2 separate regions of the Macaca mulatta genome follow, and region 1 is linked to region 2. The links are chromatin contacts, called in public Hi-C maps. All regions are on one chromosome and are shown on one strand. The core of a region is the stretch at or near the end of the contact, and the rest is flanking DNA. Distances in the headings are between cores, read along the strand shown. Region 1 holds the start of BCL11B (BCL11 transcription factor B). Region 2 holds the start of VRK1 (VRK serine/threonine kinase 1).

Region 1 (4,800 bases), core at 2,075-4,574, 2.5 Mb after region 2:
TTTCCCTCCCTGCCACTGCTCCAGTGTCAGCTGGCTTTCCCCAGTGCAGCTCTGAGCAAGGCTGAGTGAGACAGGGAACAAATGAAGGATGGGAAAGTGCTGCACCAGGCACCCCTCACCCTCATGCCCAGCTGCCACCAGTGGTCTGGCCAGGGCTCTCGCCTGATGTCCCAGGAATGCCAGGAGAGGGAGAGCCAAAGCAAAGAGAACCTACCTGCTTCTTCCCTTACACACAACTGCAACCACTCCTGGCTCGCCGCTGCTGCCAGCTTGGCAGTGCACCCCCATTCACTCCCCCTTCCCCGACCCCCCCCCAATTCCCCCTCCTCAAAAACAACCCTTGCAATTATACAGAGGCTACGTGGGGCAAATTGCCTCCTGGAGAAATTAAGCCTCTGCAAGTATAGACGTTTTAACAACCACCCCATCTAAAGGGGGAAGGGTGTAGAATAAGCGATTGCTGTGGCTTGGTAAAGGATCGAAATGTCAACTGGCAAAAAAGACCTTGATCAAACCAAGCTCAAATCTGGCTGCAAAACATTTTGTTTTAAATGCAGCCGGCGAGTCTTCTTTGATGTTACAATGGCGAAAAATAAAAGAGAAGTCCTCTTCCCTCCCTCCAAAGAGGCATCCCTCTCCCAAGGCGAATCCCACTTTAATTTCTATTCCCCCCAAAAAAATAATCATAATAAATCCACAAATTCTTACTAATGTATCTGCTGTAACAAAGGAGAGATGGCAACAGCAATTGCTCCGAGCAGATGGCTCCTATGCTGGATTTTCAGGGGAGGGGAGAACCCCTTTATATATTTATTTATTTATTTAAATTTTTTAAAATATAACATAAATATTCGGCTCTCGGCCGCCCCGCAGCCAGTCCTCTGCGGCGGCTGGGCGCGCAGCCCTCTCTAGCTCCGCGCGGGCAGCCCGGCCCCAGCCGGGCGAGGTGCGCGGCGGATTGCAGACATACAACCTGCCCGCGGTCTCGATGGCACCCAGAGGATGTTTTATTTTTAATGCAATAAAAAAAAAAAAAAAGGAACGGCGACCCAGGCACCGCGAGAGAAAGAACGGCGGGGAAATGTTCGCGCGCAGCGAAGAAGCGGCCCCGCGGGCTGCGGCGGGCGGGCAGCGCGGCGATGCCACCTTCCCGGTGCAAGTGTGCGGGGACCCGGAGCGGGCTCCCCTGCAAACACCGTACCTGGCCCGCTCGCGCTCGCTTTTCCCCTCTGCTGAATAAACCCAACAGGGACGGTGGAAGCTGCTGCTTGTCTTGCCCCGCTGCCTGACTTTGCCCGCCCAGCCACATGCTTGAAATCTACACGATTTCAGCCGGTGGATTTCCACTGCGACCTGCCTTGTTTATTTAGAGAGGAAAGATGAAAGATACTGAGATAGAAAGATGGATACGAGATTGATGGGTCTCCTTTTATTTCTTTTTTTTCTTTTACTATTTTACGAGTGCATCACTCTCTTCCCACTCCTAACTGACAACCTTTTTTTTTTTTTTTTCTTCTCGTGGCGGGGATTTTTCACCAACCCCAATCCCCCCACCTTTTTTGAAGTGGGGGAAAGAAGACAAGATCATCCCAGGAGACAGACGGAGGTGGGGAAATGGGGGGTGGGGAGGGGGGCTTGAGCCCTGCAAACAGCCGCGCAGCTGGATTATTTTGCAAATAGCAGGAGGAGGGGAGAGAAAGGCGGCTGCGGAATCCTAGGACCGGCGTGGCCGGCACCCTGCTGGGCCGGGCGCAGGGACCGGGAACCCGGAGCCGGCGGCCGCCCCTGGCCCTACGGCTCCCCCAGCCCGAGCGCACCCCGCTCTCCTCCGCCCGCGCCGTCAGCACGGACCCACGCGCTCGCCAACTTTTCCCCACTTCCCGGCTCCCCCCTCCCCCTCCGCTCCCCCAGCTCCCTCCCCCTCCTCTCCAAACCCCGCCACCAGCGCCGCCGCCGCCACACACGCCGCTCGGAGGGGCGAGCGTCCAGCCGGGCTCGGCGCGCACACACACACTCCTCTAGCCTGCACGCCCCCTCGCAGGCCCCCGAGCCCGAGGCGCGTCCGGCTGCTCGGCGCCCCAACTCCCCCGGCTGCAAAGAAACTTTCCTATGGCCCCCGCCCCCCGCCATGCTGCAGGCCGACGCCGTTGACTCTGCCAGCCAGCGGGCGGCCCCGGCGCCTGGCCCGGCTCGGCTGTTCCGGGCTCCGTGTCCCCAGCCCCAGGCGCCCGGAGCCCCATCTCCGGCCCCTCGCGCGCACTCCGCAGACACTTACGGGTGATGAGCTCCCTCTGGGACAAGTGCTGCGGGTTGCCCTGTTTGCGGCGGGACATTGCCCCGGCATCTATTCTGGCATCGCCCGGAGAGCTGCACTGATGGGGGGAGCCGGGGGAGGGGGTCCGAGTCGCTGCCGCTGCCGCCGCGCCGCTGCCGCCGCCGCCGCCGCCGCCGCCGCGCCTCCTCCTCTGCCCGGGTTGGTGTTTTTTTTCCCTTCCTCTCTTGCCCTCTCTTCCTCCTCTTCTTCTTCTTTATTTTGCTCTTTCTTCTATGCTGTTTTTTGTTTTGTTTGCAAAAAGAAAAAAAAGGGAAGAAAAGCAAGAAAAACCTTTCGATCTAAAATAAGAAAAAGAGGCAAAAAAAAAAAAAAAAAAACTGCTGTTGCTTTCCGCGGACTGGCTGGTTTCTTTAAAAATATATTCTTTCGAAGGAAAAAAAATCTCTTACACTTCTTCAAACTGCTTGGCCTCTTGCACTTGCAAATGTCTTCTTGAACTTAAACTGGATTTTGCACCGGCTCCTGACACTTTCTTTCAGGGTCTGGTAGGTGGAAAGCGCACTTCTACCAGGAGGGGAAAAGAAAAAAAATGCAAACAAATAAAAAAAAAAGAAGAAGAAAAAGCAAAGGAAAAAAAAAGCAAAGAAAACTTGGGGACTTGTCTCGTACCCCCTCACCCCGCCCCCTCAAAAAACCCAAAGCAATGTAAAACTGCCCCGGTTCGGTTGTTTCTGGGTTTTTCTGCGGGCTGCCTGTTTTTGTTTTTTGTTTTTTTTTTCTCGGAGACTGACCCTTCCGAGGCTCTGGGGGGACACCAAGAGAGGCTCCTTCCCAGTTCACCTGGCAGGCTGGCGCCGGCCGGAGGGGCTGCCGAGTCCCCGCGAGCGCTCCCCAGCGCTCCCCTGGCGCCGCGGGCCCGGGGGGAGCGGGGCGGAGGGGCGGCTCGCCCAGTGCGCCTGGGTCGGTGCGGGCGCAGACTGGGAGCTATAGATTGCAACGTGAAGATGGCGGAGTCCGGGTTCTCTGGGAGCTCTCGGTCTCTCTATGGCTGGGGCTGCCTCTGTACAATGGGATAAAATTCAAGTTCAAGTGCGGACGTGACGTTTAATCTGCACTAGAGACAAAAAGACCCAGAGAGTCGGAGCACTGGGGGCGACTAGCGGTGGCTTTTTAACATTGTACCCTGTAAGAGAACAAGAAAGCACACACAGAGACACACTCGCGCGCGCGCACACACTCACATACACACACACAGTCGCCGGTTGCGCACACCCGCAGCCCAAGCCGGACACACGTGCAAACCGCGTTTTTGTGCGCTCCTCATCTCCCCCCAGCCCCGGCTGCGCAAAAGCAGGAGGGGGTTGGGGGGGGGGGACACTGGGCAGCGTATTTTAAAATAAAAGAAAAATCGTCCTTATATCGCCTCCCTCCTGGGAGCAGGACCCCCTGAGAAGGGGGCCGGGGTACTGTGTGAGTGAACTAAATTGAATCAATACAAGTCTCCACCCGCCCAAAAGCTCTTTCGGACTTGGACTTTGGGGGTGGGGGCGTGGACTGTGGAAAAGGGTTGGGGTCGACATGGGAGTTGGGGGACAGTAAGAATTGCTTCGTTTCCGTGGAAAAGTCGCTTGGAAGTTTTTACTTTTGTTTTATGGTCGCGGGCGGGGGCGGGGTGGTGGATGTTGGAGTTCAACTTCCAAAAAGTGTCTCCATATAAATCCTGGTATTACAGACTCTGGGAGGGTGAGGAAGACAAAATAAACGACACTAAAAGAACAGAATCAAGAACACGTGAGGGGCTGAGAAGTGTTTGAGACCTTGTTTGAGTCCCATTTGGAAAAGGATTTTCACTCAAATCTCTGTCCCCTCCCCTCACCTTACCCCCATTAACTCCTAGGGGTCAAACACGGCCCCACCCCCTAAACCGGGTCTATGGCAAGCGAGAGGGTAAGGGGCCCGGGCGCTCCACGTGGGAGAGGGACTTGGACTTGCCGGCCCAGGAGTAGGTGTGGCCAGATCTCCGCAGATACTCGGGTGGGTGACTCCAGGAGGCGCCCCTGACAATCACAGCAACCTGAAAGTCACACCCCGCCCCCCGCGCTCCTCGGCCCAGGGTAGGACTTGAAAATGCCTGTCAGACTGGGAAGGACGCAGCTGCCTTGTCAGCCGTTTGATCTCCAGCCGGCGAGGACAAGAGGAGTTGTGGGGCCTGTCTGTGGCCCGGGGACAAGGCCGGACCACGGCCCCCGTGGACACCCCCTATTCCCCAGGCTGCGGCCAACTTTGTGAATTTGATGACCTGGCCTCCAGGGCTGGGCGCGCCACGCGGCTGGCCTCCTCTCCATTCTCAGGGTTTCTCCGGAGGCGGCCAGGGCGGGTCGGGGCCTGGCTCCCGCTGGGCTTCGCGGGCGAGTCCAGCTGCACCCACCCCACTCCGCCCCCAGGCCTGGCTCCGGCGGCTTCACCCGGACGCATAGCGAGGCCGTGACGCCTCCAGGGGCGCCGCCTCCCTCGGGGCCTTTTCC
Region 2 (5,144 bases), core at 2,237-4,736:
TTTCCTAGGCCATTTACACTGAGTAAGGACACCCTAGTGACTTTGTTCTGGATAGATCAAAGCCCTTTTCAAACATTACCTCATCTGCCTCCCATCAGCCTGGGGTGGCAGAGAGCTGGTTGGCCCAGAATGATTGTTCCCATTCTACAGGTGAAAACAACAAGGACAAGGATGCATACACTGACTCACAAGTTGAGTCAGTGCCTGCTGGGCAGCCCGCCAGGACAGTGTTGCTTCCTAATGACTATGGCGTTTGTTTGAAGTTTATAGATTGAGTTTCTGCCACGGTGGAGCCAAGACCAACCTCCTCACACTTTCCCAGAGTGCCTGGATTATTTTTATTTCTCTATACCTTTGTGTTAGGGATCCCATAGATGAAAAAAAAAAGAAAAAAGGAACTCTGGGGTCTGACTATGTAGCAAATCAATACAGATCCCATGTATAAATTTTTAGTTGGTTTGCCTTTACTGGGAAGCTGGAAAATTTTTATTCATGAAGTCACCCTGCTTCATCCATGATGACGCCTTAACCAGGAATCTCAGTACTAGCCTATGACAGCATTCTGTACAAGTCTTCACTACTGTGCTACAGTTATTTCTTTATAAGAACTGTCCTCATGTATTGATGCTGGGCATAAAGGGGCAGTAAAAAGAACATTTGGAAGTAGATTCAGGGGACCAAGAATCATCGTCTAAATTCTTTGAGATTTTTTTCCCCTCTAAGAATTGGGGAAGTAATGTGTGTGAAAAATCACAGTGCCTGACAAATAGTAGGGACTCGTTAAACATTAGTTCAACCAGAATCCCTGGAATTTGGTTCAATCCCTGGCTCACAGTAAGTGCTCTGTAAACATTTGTTTGGACTGTATAGGTATTTGAATATATGGCAGGATTATTTTTATGAGCATTTTCTGCCTAGTTTAATTCTTAATTTTTTTTTTTTTTTTTAATGTGAGACAGAGTCTCACTCTGTCACCAGGCTGGAGTGCAGTGGCACGATCGCGGCTCACTGCAACCTCTGCCTCCTGGGTTCAAGAGGTTCTCCTGCCTCAGCCTCCTGAGTAGCTGGGATTACAGGTGCCACCATGCCCAGCTAATATTTTGTATCTTTAGTAGAGACAGGGTTTCACTAGGTTGACCAGGTTGGTCTCAAACTCCTGACCTCGTGATCTGCCAGCCTCAGCCTCCCCAAGTGCTGGGATTACAGGCATGAGCCATCAATTCTTAATTTCTAAAGCCCACCAATGGCAAGTCCTCACTGGTCAATCTTATATATGACCCTGATCTTGATACCAAGCTATCAACTCATAAAAATGTATCGAGGGTCTCCTAGCTTCGAGAGTTGTATCCCCATCTACAGCATTTCAGACGTGTTGTTTCTGTGACAGCAGCTTGGACTGGTGTCCTGCCACGCTCTGCACTGGGAAGACATCTCAGCATGTGTGGATGATGTTGTAGGTGCTGGCAACTGCCTTGGAACATGGTTGCACGTAAGGAGTGTTTAACAGTGAGCCGTCAGATGAAGGGTGCCAGGGCCAAGAGCTCCAGAATAAATACATTCCATTCTAACCTTACACTGTTGCTGATTTAACTGTGCTTTAAGGCCAGCCAATTGTCAACCCAGCGTGGAAGCAGGGACATTTCTTCACATGTCTATTGTGAGGTTAGGGGAATACGGTCACACTGTGACAGATAAGTCCTGTTCCAAGTTTTCTTAGCATGTATGTGTTTGTATGTGTGTGTGTGTGGGTGTGTGTGTCTTTCTCTCAGTGGATCCTGGCCACAGAGTCTTGCTGGGGGATTCCACACCCATGAGATGTGCAAATCTTGAGACTTTTTTGCCGACAAATTTTATCAAGTGTTCACCTTGCCCATGTGTTTCTGTTAGGGACTCAACAGGAAGCAGATGACATAATTCAAAATAGGATAATCTGAGGAAGGTTATTTGCAATGAGACTATTTACAATGGTGTTGGGGGTAGGAACCACGACAGAGGGAGCAGTAACTTGTGGGTCAGCAGCAGCCGTGATGTTATCACTTCCAGACCTGAGGCACAAAGGAAGGGCTATTACCGCAAACTGGAGGGAGGGCCAGGGAGCAGTGACCTTCAGCTGAGGGACCTGCCAACTGGAGGTGACCTTGCCAGTAAGGATCCAGGGGCCTAACCTACTCTAACCGACCTTTCTTTTTCCTCCAGTCTTCTGTGGGGTTCTCCACTGAGCACACCCTAAAGCCAGGGAGCCCAGGGAGCCCAGGGAGCCCTGGGAGCGTGAAGCAATTTGTAGAGGTCAGCCTCCCGGGGCAGAGGGCAGGCAGGAGAAGTATTTGGAGCATACGCAGATGAGGGTATCTGGAGGGGAAAATGTAAGACATCAGGCACTATACTGAACTGTCTAATGGACAGAGTGATTTCAGGTTTTGTAGGGACTGAAGTTCACGTAATTTTGGAGGATCTACTTTAAGAAAAATCAGCTGGGTGTGGCGGCTCATGCCTGTAACTCTAGTGCTTTGGGAGGCCGAGGTGGGGTGGATTGCTTGAGCTCAGGAGGGCAAGACCAGCCTGGGCAACATGGTCAAACCCTGTGTCTACAAAAAATACAAAAATTAGCCAGGAGTGGTGGCCTGTGCCTGTAATCCCAGCTACTTGGGGGGTTGAGGTGGGAGGATTGCTTGAGCCCAGGGGGTCGCGGCTGCAGTGAACGGAGATTGCGCCAAAGCACTGCAGCCTGGGTGACAAAGTGAGATTCTATCTTAAGAAAAAAAAAAAAAGAAAAGTAAAATTGACAAATAAAAAGCAAAAAGCTATGTAAACTCATTGAAGGACCTGCGCAAGTGAGGTCCTGAAGCTTACGCTTCATTGGCTTCATTGTTAATCTCCCTCTGCCTGTGACTTCAGTGATTTTGACCTAGAACAGTGACCCAGTGCCCAATAAGCTTTCAGTCTCATGGATGATGGAGACTTAGCTGAGTATAATAAACACAATGCAAACTGTGGCATACGTTGATTACAGGTGAAACACTGCAGAGGATTAGGTAGACATTGAGATAGGCTTTGAAATAGGCTTCGAAAAACAGTAGGATTTAGACACATGTCAATGATTGGGCAGAATAATACTAATACTATCTGCTATTTATTGAGCACCAACTAAGTTTAAAGTACTGTCTATAGATTATTTCATTTAATCCTAACAGAAACAGGAAACTTATTTTACATCCAACTCTCTGCCAACACAATAAATCAAGCTACTAAGAACAGGGCTGTAAACCATATTTCCTAGAATGCTAGGGAGCAGAAGGACGGGGATCTCCCTTTGCCGCTAAGAGACTCCAACTCCCAGGATGCCTTGGGAGCGCTGGACCACAGCTCCCGGCATTCCCGGGGAGGCGCGGGGCTAGCGTAGCCTCCGTCCCGCCCCGCCGCGTTCCCGCTCGTCCCGCCCCTCCCGTCGCCTCCGAGCCAATGGGAAGGCTCCATACTGCAGGGTGCCAAGGGGCCGGCGCCGCTGCCGAGTTGCGAGTCGGCGAAAGCGGCGGGAAGTTCGTACTGGGCGGAAGGTGACGGCTCTGCGACTTAGGGTAGGGAGGCCGCAGGCGACACTGCTCGAGGACTCGCGCGCCTAGCTGGGGGCGCGGAGGAGGGCGGCCGGGGGCTGGGCCGGCACTGGGCCTTCCGGGCGGTCTGTGGGTCCGCCGGGGTGCGGAAGGCGCCGTCAGCCCTGGCTGCCCCGCGGGACCGCGCTCCGCCGCGTGGCTTCCGCCTGCGCGGGCGTTCACTCTTTGCTTGTCTCGCTCAGGCCCCGCTGGCGATCCCGGGGATTCCTGGACTGGCCAGGCCGGCCCCCATCTGAGCTCCACGTTCTGGACGCGCGTGGTGTCGCGGCCGAGCTCGCAAACGCCGCCTCGGGCGTCGCCGGGAAGCTGGGTCTGTCAGGCGGGGCCCCTGCCCCGCGGAGCTCGCTGTCTACTAGGGAAACAACACACGCAGCTGCGATGCTTTGCGGATACGGACATGCTTTCTTAGAAACGGGACAGGCAGTTGCGGGCTAGAGGAATGGGCGCGAGGCTCTTTAGGTTAGGTGATCCGGAAGGTCATCTCAGAGGATGTGACCTTTGACTTGAAACCTGAGAGGGAAGAGAGAGGCTGACCCCTGAGGATAGCAGCCAGGCCTGGGGACCGCGAGGCCGCCCGTTATTTCCCTGTCACGTCGCGGGGAGGCCCCGTGGTCTTGTACTTGAGGGTCTGTCTGGTGCAAGGCAGTTAGAGCCGCTTGTGGGTTTTGCAAAGGACTTTCGTATCCCGTTTGACAGTTCCTCCTCTGTTCTGTCCCTACCTGGCAGGGTGGCATCCTTTACTGTTGCAGCTCCTTTCAAGGGCAACGCATAGTTTTTCCTGCCACCGAAATAGTATTTTGGTTCTCGTCTCAAAACTCTTAGGTGATTGAATTAAATTCGACAGACAGCAGCGGAGTCAGACACTACAGGTTCCTGTTGAGGCCACCCATTTTTCTGATGTCCTTTCTTTCAAGTCACCCATTTTTGTTTTCCTTTGTATAGGCTCTTGCCTTCCCTCTTCTGTGTCCCTTTCTTGGAACAACTTGGAAACACCAGTTTTGCTATTGGGAGGATGTTTTAGGGAACTGTTGAAGAACCTCATTAATTACTGTGTGTGTGTTTTTCTTTTCTTTTCTTTTCTTTTTTTTTTTTTAAATTGGAATTGCCCATCTGTTGAATCTGAAATTCAAAAGAGTAAAAAAAATGTAGGGCAGCATTTATTTTCAAGAGTTCGCAATAAAGGCACCTTTCTTTATGACATGCTGAGCATGATACTTTGGGGGAGAATTTAATCTAGAATTTTGAAGCATTTTCAGAAGGAAGCAAGGGTTCTTTATATAGTCTTTATGTAGGTTACGTTTATGTTCTTCAAAATGGCATGTAGTGATTGGAATTACATTTCTGGGTGGATATTATTATGTTCATCTGTTACCTATAGAAAGGAATATAACTTAGTCACTTAATAATAGCTTTCTCTGTTGATGCTACCACAGATGGTATTCTCTACATCTCAACATTGCTGATCAGATTCTGTGTTAATACAGTAACACAACTTGAATTTAATAACAATAAACTTGTGTTAGGCGTTACTGT

Evidence for each region. Hi-C and Micro-C count contacts between places; a contact is called where the count stands out from the background.
Region 1: a Hi-C map of fetal cortex germinal zone shows a contact between it and region 2, with 4 times the contacts expected there. The contact joins the promoter of BCL11B here to the promoter of VRK1 in region 2. A contact is called at or near these places in 2 of 14 Hi-C or Micro-C datasets (fetal cortex germinal zone and fetal cortical plate).

Annotation. Positions count from the first base shown.
Region 1 is chr7:172,590,238-172,595,037 of T2T-MMU8v2.0, forward strand. BCL11B (BCL11 transcription factor B) reads right to left here and starts at 3,325. Exons shown (of 3, transcript XM_077941687.1): 1 at 2,276-3,325. The coding sequence starts at 2,333.
Region 2 is chr7:170,102,420-170,107,563 of T2T-MMU8v2.0, forward strand. VRK1 (VRK serine/threonine kinase 1) reads left to right here and starts at 3,487. Exons shown (of 13, transcript NM_001257676.1): 1 at 3,487-3,575.